Linked DNA regions of Pan troglodytes: region 2 is linked to region 1. The links are chromatin contacts, called in public Hi-C maps. All regions are on one chromosome and are shown on one strand. Each heading gives the region's core, a stretch centred on a gene start, on an enhancer-like site or on the middle of the called end of the contact. The rest is flanking DNA. Distances are from core to core; before and after follow the strand shown. Region 1 holds the start of CDC6 (cell division cycle 6). Region 2 holds the start of CSF3 (colony stimulating factor 3).

Region 1 (4,135 bases), core at 407-2,906:
ATAACTAACATGGAATTTATTTATACTGATGATTAACACTTATTTCCTAATTATGTTATCACACTTATTTTAGCATTCACTTTTGCTTCACATCCAAATCTATGCAAGAACAGCTGACATTTGTTGTCCACCTACTACGTGGAAGGCGCTGTTATAAACACTTTAGGTACCAACTCGTTTAACAACGATCTTAGAGGTAGGTACTATTATTAGCCTTTATTTTACACATGAGAAAACTGAGATAAACAGTGGCCCAAAGTCACAGAAAAACAGGAATAACCCCGGGCATCTGGTGCCAGAGCCCAAGTTCTTAACCAATTGAGCGATGCAATAACAAGTTACCTGAAATGGGCCGGGCGCGGTGGCCCATGCCTGTAATCCCAGCACTTTGGGAGGCTGAGGCGGGCGGATCACCTGAGGTCAGGAGTTCGAGACCAGCCTGACCAACATGGAGAAGCCCCGTCTCTACTAAAAGTACAAAAATTACGGCCAAACGCGGTGGCTCACGCCTGTAATCCCAACACTTTGGGAGGCCGAGACCATCCTGGCTAACACGGTGAAACCCCGTCTCTACTAAAAATGCAAAAAATTAGCGGGGCGTGGTGGTGGGCGCCTGTAGTCCCAGCTACTCGGGAGGCTGAGGCAGGAGAATGGCGTGAACCCGGGAGGCGGAGCTTGCAGTGAGCCGAGATCGCGCCACTGCACTCCAGCCTGGGAGACCGAGCGAGACTCCGTCTCAAAAAAAAAAAAAAAAAAAAAAAAATTAGCCGGACGTGGTGGCGGGCGCCTGTAGTCCCAGCTACATGAAGAGGCTGAGGCAGGAGAATGGCTTGAACCCGGCAGGCAGAGGTTGCAGTGAGCCGAGATCGCGCCACTGCACTACAGCCTGGGCGACAAGAGCGAGACTCCGTCTCAAAAAAAAAAAAAGTTACATGAATTGATTTATATAGAACTTCTAGTTTCCTCCCTCCAGGCACGCGGGGTGTCTTTATCACCAGTTCAGCCCAGCACCCGCCACATTTAGTCTCTTCTATCCCAAGCCCTCACACTGCAGCTCAGTCTTCCCTCAGGTCTTTCCGCCCCTGCACTCAGTCCTCATTCTAGGCAGCTCTCAACGCACCCCAGAATATTTCCTTCCTACAACTTTCACCTCCTTCACACCAGGCATAACTGCTAGAACTACCCCGAGGGCACCTGCCCTTTCCCTGATCCCGACCTCAGACCTCCAGCGAGCTCAGCTCTTTTCCCTTCACTTCACCTCAGGCCTCGCCGGAACCCGCAGCCTTCACCCAGCTCCGCTGCCTCACAGACCCCAGGCCTCCTCGAGCAATCCTCTTCTTTCCACCTCAGTGCAGGATCCTTCTCACGTCTCTCACACGCAGCCTCTCGGACTCACCACCACAAGCCCCTGAACAAACTGCACAGCGGCAGCAGCAAACTCCAGCCGCGCTCGCGCCAAATCCGAATGGCCACAGCGTTCCCACCTCCCGCCAAAGCCCGGCCTCGATTCTGATTGGCTGTAGTCACAGAGCCTTTCGCCTTGGGCACCGCCTCTTTTTTTGCTACCAATCCAGTGGAAGAGTTACAGCCAATGAGAGAGCCCCAAGTCTTAGAGTCGCTGTGAGGCCACGACCACTGAACGGGGTAGGGAATCTACATCCGGGGCCTCGGTGGAAAGACGCGCGATTGCGGCAGGGCGACTCTGGGTAAAGCGGGCCGGCCCGCCGCAAAGCACGCTGGGAGGCGTAGTCTTTGCTGCCGCGCAGTCGCACTCTTCCTTCGACTGGAAGTGTCAAGATGTGGTTCCCCTTCTCACTGCCTAAAGTACCCATTTGCATCATCCTGATGGGCTAGATTTTCAGAACTGCTACATGATACCTACCGTTTTGGGTTCTGTGCGCCAGGTATGATGCTAGGCACTTTCCTTACCTAATGCTCAACCTCGCAAAGTACAAAGCAAACCTGTATACAAGGTTAGAGGTCACAGCATCTTGGTGACAGTGAAGAGCCTAGGATCCAGATCTCCTGATGGCTGAACTAGTGATTTTTATGGTAAAGTTCTACACACCTACATAAAGAAAAACTATGCTTCATCATAGTATCTCTTGATTTGTGCTTCAAAGGTGAGAAACAGAGCCAACTCTTTGCTTTTATTTCGTTCAACGTAAGAATATTATGTTCTGTGCATCTTCTTACCATTAATCCACACATCATGGGGAGGGAATTATGACCCCTTAATTTTAAAATCTTTTATGGCGAAACACTAGGGTTTCAGGGCCAGGGAAGACAGCTATATAGAAGAGGCAAGCTGAGTTTTTAATGAAAAGTATAAATTAGCGCAGTAATTTGAAGGCCAGCTTCCAAAGCCAATAATTCATCTAAGCCTCAGGTTCCTTTAGAGGCCAGAACCCAATTCTAGGTGATGGTAAACATTTATCTTTTACCCCTCAGTAACAAGCAAAATAGAGCCATAAAGCCTAGAAAGAGGGAAGCAACAATATTACGATCATCAGTGAATTGGTACCTAGTTCATGAAGAGAGCCAATATTGAGTGCTTAAGTGTATGCCAGGGGCTGTGCTCAGTATTTTACCTACATCACCTTATTAATCTTCACAAGCACCCCCATGAACCTGGTGTTATTTCACTTTACAAATGAGGGAACTACAGTAGAGGGGAGTTGAGTAAACTTGCCCAAGGTCACACAACTAGTAAGTGGAAGAGCTAGAATTTGAACTCTGAACTCTGACAGAAAATCAAACTCTTGACCACTTTATCATAGGGGGATGATTAGACAGATTCAGGTTCTAAACAGGAAGAGATGGTGGAGTACATTTCGTGAAGGCTTTTTAGCAGCTGAAAACTACAAAAGTGAAGAGAATGGGCTGCCATGAATGGAGAAAGTTACCACACAATGGAAGCTTTTTTTTTTTTTTTTTTTTTTGAGACAAGTCTCATTTTATCACCCAGGCTTGAGTGCAGTGCCATGATCTCGGCTCACTGCAATCTCCACCACCTGGGTTCAAGCCATTCTCCTGCCTCAGCCTCCTGAGTAGCCGGGACTACAGGCACGCGTCACCACGCCTGGCTAATATTTGAATTTTTAGTAGAGGGGGTTTCACCATGTTGGCCAGGTTGGTCTCAAACTCCTGACTTCATGATCCACCCACCTCAGCCTCCCACAGTGCTGGGATTACAGGCATGAACCACCGCCCCTGGCCACAATGGAAGCTTTTAAAAGGACTAGATGGTATTTCTGATGTCTTAGTAGGATAGTAGAACTCAGGAAGCAACCTTCACTGTTCGTATTTTTATAACATGGGCACCTAAGAATTGCCCTTAATAACCTGAAATGGTAATGTGTGCCCAGCCAGCTGTAAGGGGTGGTTATGGTAAACAACCTAGGAAGCTATGAGTACTTAGCATGCATATTGGAACCTATGAAAACACCAGGAAATGGCTGGGTGCGGTGGCTCACGCCTGTAATCCCAGCACTTTGGGAGGCTGAGGTGGGTGGATCACGAGGTCAGGAAATCGAGACCATCCTGGCTAACACGGTGAAACCCCGTCTCTACTAAAATACAAAAAAATTAGCCAGGCGTGGTGGCGGGTGCCTATAGTCCCAGCCACTCAGAAGGCTGCGGCGGGAGAATGGTGTGAACCCGGAAGGTGGAGCTTGCAGTGAGCGGAGATCACGCCACGCCACTGCACTCCGGCCTGGGCGACAAAGCAAGACTCCGTCTCAAAAAAAAAAAAGAAAAGAAAGAAAACACTAGGAAACATAGCAGTGGCCCAAGAAAAGCCTACAGGTGTAAATGACCACTGTGGAAGCAGGCAAATAATCACAGAATGTCAGGACTGAAAGGTTATCTACTTGAAGCTTTTCCTTTGCACTAATAATGATCCTCCAGTAACGTGATGCGTACACATCATATTGTTTCTTGCTTCTGTGCCTTTGTTTTTGCTGTTTCCTCTGTCTGGAATGCCACTAACCATCCATCTTCCCTGGCTAACTCCCATAAAGCCTTTTAATATCCTGCATAGGTTTCTCCTGGTAGCTATCCTGAAGTCTACTAAACTATGAGTTCCTTGGAGTCAAAGACCATGTCTTAGCCTTGCACAGTGGCATGCATCTGT
Region 2 (4,082 bases), core at 156-2,655, 270 kb after region 1:
ATCTGTGGAGGAAAGCTGTGATCAGTGGTTGGGCCCTTCTGAGTGGGCATTATTACAAATGAGGAAATGCTGGGGGCTGACAGCATGGACAGGGCCCATACACAGGCCCGGCTGTGGTGCCCAGAATGCCAGCACGACCTTGGCCACCCTGCCCAACAAGGCTCACCTGCTGCCAGATGGTGGTGGCAAAGTCGGCGACATCCAGCTGCAGTGTGTCCAAGGTGGGACCCAACTCGGGGGAGATCCCTTCCAGGGCCTGCAGGAGCCCCTGGTAGAGGAAGAGGCCGCTATGGAGTTGGCTCAAGCAGCCTGCCTGTGAGACAGAGCAGAAGAGTTAGGGGGTGCTGCCTGAGATACGTCAGGCCCCCAGCTTGGAACCTGGAGACCTGGGGGAGCCCATGGGTGTCCCTCCTCTCCTTCCCCCTCCTCATTAGCCTTATCCTTTCCTGACACTCACCAGCTGCAGGGCCTGGCTGGGGCAGCTGCTCAGGGGAGCCCAGGGGATGCCCAGAGAGTGTCCGAGCAGCACCAGCTCCTCGGGGTGGCACAGCTTGTAGGTGGCACACTGGGGATGGAAGGATGCTGAGTGAGACTCGCCGTGGCCGGGTCGCCGCTCCTTCCCGGGTCCTCCCCGACTCTCTGGTCTTTCCCCTCCCTCCATGTCCTGCCAGGCTGTTCAGTTCCTCTCTGCCCTGCACCCCCACTCTCTGATCTCACAGGGGCCCTTGCCCTTTCTCCTGAATGTGATGCCTCTACTCCCATCCCAGCCAGCCCTCCTGAGCACTGTCCCCACCAAGGTCCTCCTCCCCAAATCCCTTCCCAGCCTTCCCCAGCTCCACTGCTCCTAATATTCTCCCATGTCCCTTCCAGAGGATGTCGGCCCTGCAGTTCCATCCCCCTTAGCTCTCCCCGCCGGGCTTCCCTCCACAGCCCTCTCACCCGCCTCACTCACCAGCTTCTCCTGGAGCGCCGCGCCATCGCCCTGGATCTTCCTCACTTGCTCTAAGCACTTGAGCAGGAAGCTCTGGGGCAGGGAGCTGGCAGGGCCCAGGGGGGTGGCTTCCTGCACTGTCCAGAGTGCACTGTGCCACAGCAGCAGCTGCAGGGCTGGGGACAGAGCGGGCTCAGGAGACATGCTGTTCCCTACCACCTGAGGCCCTCTCGGGGACACTGGGTGCCTTTAATCCCCATTCCCAGAACAGGGATCCCCAGCCCCTCTGTCACACCAGCCTCCCTCCCATGCCAGGGCAGGCGGCTCTCCCATCCTGGGCCAAGACACTCACCCATCAGCTTCATGGGGCTCTGGGCGGCAGGTCCAGCCATGGGTCTGGGTGGGGCTGGGCTGCAGGCTCCGGGCTGTTTTGGGGCCCAGCTCTAGGGGGGCCTTTATACATAACCCCATGGAGGCCTGGGAGGAAATTACCTGGGGCCACGACTAAGGCTTAGTAATAACTTCCCAGGATTTATGCAAATTTGGTGTCCAAGACAATGCAGGGGGGTTGGAACAAAAAGCTGTTTGCGAAAGTTTTGTGAAATTGTGGAATCTCTGATCCTCCTTTGACGTCGCCTTGCCCCCCTCAAACTCCCTTCCTCCCGCTGCCCCACCCAGGCCTGAATGGCCCCAGAGTGTTTGAATAGAACAGCTGAACAAAGGCTGAGCCGCTGATAGACGCCTGGAAGCGGCAGCAGCCTGTGGGGAAGTGGCAGCTGAGTCGGGGTCTCCCTCTCTGCTCTGGCAGACTTGCGGGGGCAGTGTCCTTTGCCCCTCTCCTTTGGGATTCTCAAGCCTGTCCCCCAAGCCCGCAAATTCTAAGAGAGAAAAAAAGAAGCTGGTTGCCCCCATTCCTACCCCCAAACTCTCCGGAGGCTGCCTGTCTGGGAGACCTCCTGAGCCCCTACCTGAGATAAGGACATTGGGTCTCGGCTGCTGTGCCCACCCCACACTTGGATAGGCACCATCGAAAGTTCCAGGCTGTCCTGTCCCAAGTTGATTAGCTGGGAACTCCCCCAGAAACCCCCCCGGCCCCCATGACTCATTCGGCTAAAGCCCCTAGAATCCCGGTAGAGCCCAGAGGAAACCGGATGTCTGTCCCGAATGAGGCAAGACCCTTCGAGGCGATTGGCTCACCTGACCTTCACCTCCTCGTGCACGACCCTGACAGTAGGGTCCCCAAGGGCTTTGGAACTGCGGGATTGGGACACGTGACTTCCTTGGTCATTCACCTTGAAGTGGACACGGGCTGGGGTGAGAGAGGGGAAACTGCCCCATCTTCTCATCTTAGAACCATGCAGCGTTAATGCTGGAAGGGACCTTGGAGTCGATTCCAACCCCGTGAACTGGGCCAGGGAAGGAAGTGCCTTGCCCAAGGTCATGGTAAGTGACAGAATTACAGCCTGGGCCTCTGGCTCAGACCTGAACGTTTTCTTTTTCTTTTCCAGATGGAGTCTTGCTCTGTTGCCCAGGCTGGAGTGCAGTGGCACGATCTCGGCTCACTGCAAACTCTGCCTCCTGGGTTCACGCCATTCTCCTGCCTCAGCCTCCCAAGTAGCTGGAACTACAGGTGCCCGCCACCATGCCCGGCCAATTTTTTGTATTTTTAGTAGAGACGGGGTTTCACCGTGTTAGCCAGGATGGTCACGATCTCCTGACCTCGTGATCCACCGGCCTCGGCCTCCCAAAGTGCCGGGATTACAGGCGTGAGCCACCGTGCCTGGCCTAGGCCTGAACGTTTTCTACAGGCCACAAGGCCTGCCTGGGGCAGTCTGACTGGCCACACCCAAGACTGTCACCTTCTGTCCTAATTTACCCCAGCATGCCAAGAAACAGACATCTCTGGATGAGAAGTGGACGTGGTGACTGCATGGGGCCATCTCTGGTGCTTGGGGGCCCCCTGGTGGTCACCAATGGCAGGGACGTCTGATCTCACACACTGATCTCACACACTGTTATCTGGTCCGCGGTCCTGCAGCTCCGCCTTAGCTCCGTGGCTCAGCACCTTGCACTGATGGGGCCCAGCTCTGTACCCAGCTCCCTGGGAGTAGAGGGTGGGTTTTTGTTGTTGTTTTTTTGAAATGGAGTTTCGCTCATTGCTCAGGCTGGAGTGCAATGGCACGATCTCGGCTCACTATAACCTCCGCCTCCCTGGTTCTAGTGATTTTCCTGCCTCAGCCTCCCAAGTAGGTGGGATTACAGGCATGCACCACCATGCTCATCTAATTTTGTATTTTTAATAGAGGTGGGATTTCACCATGTTGGTGGTCAGGCTGGTCTCGAACTCCTGACCTCAGGTGATCCACTCGCCTCGGCCTCCCAAAGTGCTGGGATTACAGGCATGAGCCACTGCACTTGGCCTTGAGGGTGGGTTTTTAACAGGACCATGGAAGGCAGGAGCTCCACATTCTTAAACATGTTGCCTGGCAACTATTGCATTGCACACCTCTTATACGTCAGGCACTTTTTTTTTTTTTTTTTTTTAAGACAGAGTTTGGCTCTTGTTGCCCAGGCTGGAGTGGGTGGAGTGCAATGGCACGATCTCGGCTCACTGCAACCGCCGCCTCCTGGGTTCAAGCGATTCTCCTGCCTCAGCCTCCTGAGTAGCTGGGATTACAGGCATGCTCCACCACTGCCCCCACAGCCGGCTAATTTTGTATTTTTAGAAGAGATGGGCTTTCTCCATGTTGGCCAGGCTGGTCTCAAACTCCTGACCTTAGGTGATCCGCCCGCCTCGGCTTCCCAAAGTGCTGGGATTACAGGCATGAGCCACTACGCCTAGCCATATCAGGCACCTCTTATTACACTTTTGTCAATTTTTTTGCGGGGGTGAAACAGGGTCTCAGTCTGTCCCCCAGCCTAGAGGGCCGTGGTACAATCACAGCTCACTGCAGTCTCCACCTCCCAGGCTCAAGCGATCCTCCCACTTTAGCCTCCCGTGTAGCTGGGACCACAGGCACGGACCACCATGCTCCGCCAATTTTTGTAATTTTTTTTTTTTGCAGAGATGGGGTTTCATCATGTTGCCCAGGCTGATCTCAAACTCCTGGGCTTGTGTCCGAAATTGGTGAGTGCTTGGTCTCACTGACTT

What was found. A called contact is a pair of places that touch in the nucleus more often than the background predicts.
Region 2: a Hi-C map of stem cell-derived neural progenitor cells shows a contact between it and region 1, with 6 times the contacts expected there. The contact joins the promoter of CSF3 here to the promoter of CDC6 in region 1. A contact is called at or near these places in 1 of 7 Hi-C or Micro-C datasets (stem cell-derived neural progenitor cells) and 1 of 1 datasets of contacts at active chromatin or transcription factors (stem cell-derived excitatory neurons).

Annotation. Positions count from the first base shown.
Region 1 is chr19:27,817,613-27,821,747 of NHGRI_mPanTro3-v2.0_pri, forward strand. It overlaps CDC6 (cell division cycle 6), which reads right to left and starts at 1,657. Exons shown (of 12, transcript XM_009432229.4): 1 at 1,217-1,657.
Region 2 is chr19:28,088,877-28,092,958 of NHGRI_mPanTro3-v2.0_pri, forward strand. CSF3 (colony stimulating factor 3) reads right to left here and starts at 1,406. Exons shown (of 4, transcript XM_016931876.3): 1 at 1,284-1,406; 2 at 953-1,107; 3 at 167-313; 4 at 1-2. The coding sequence starts at 1,323.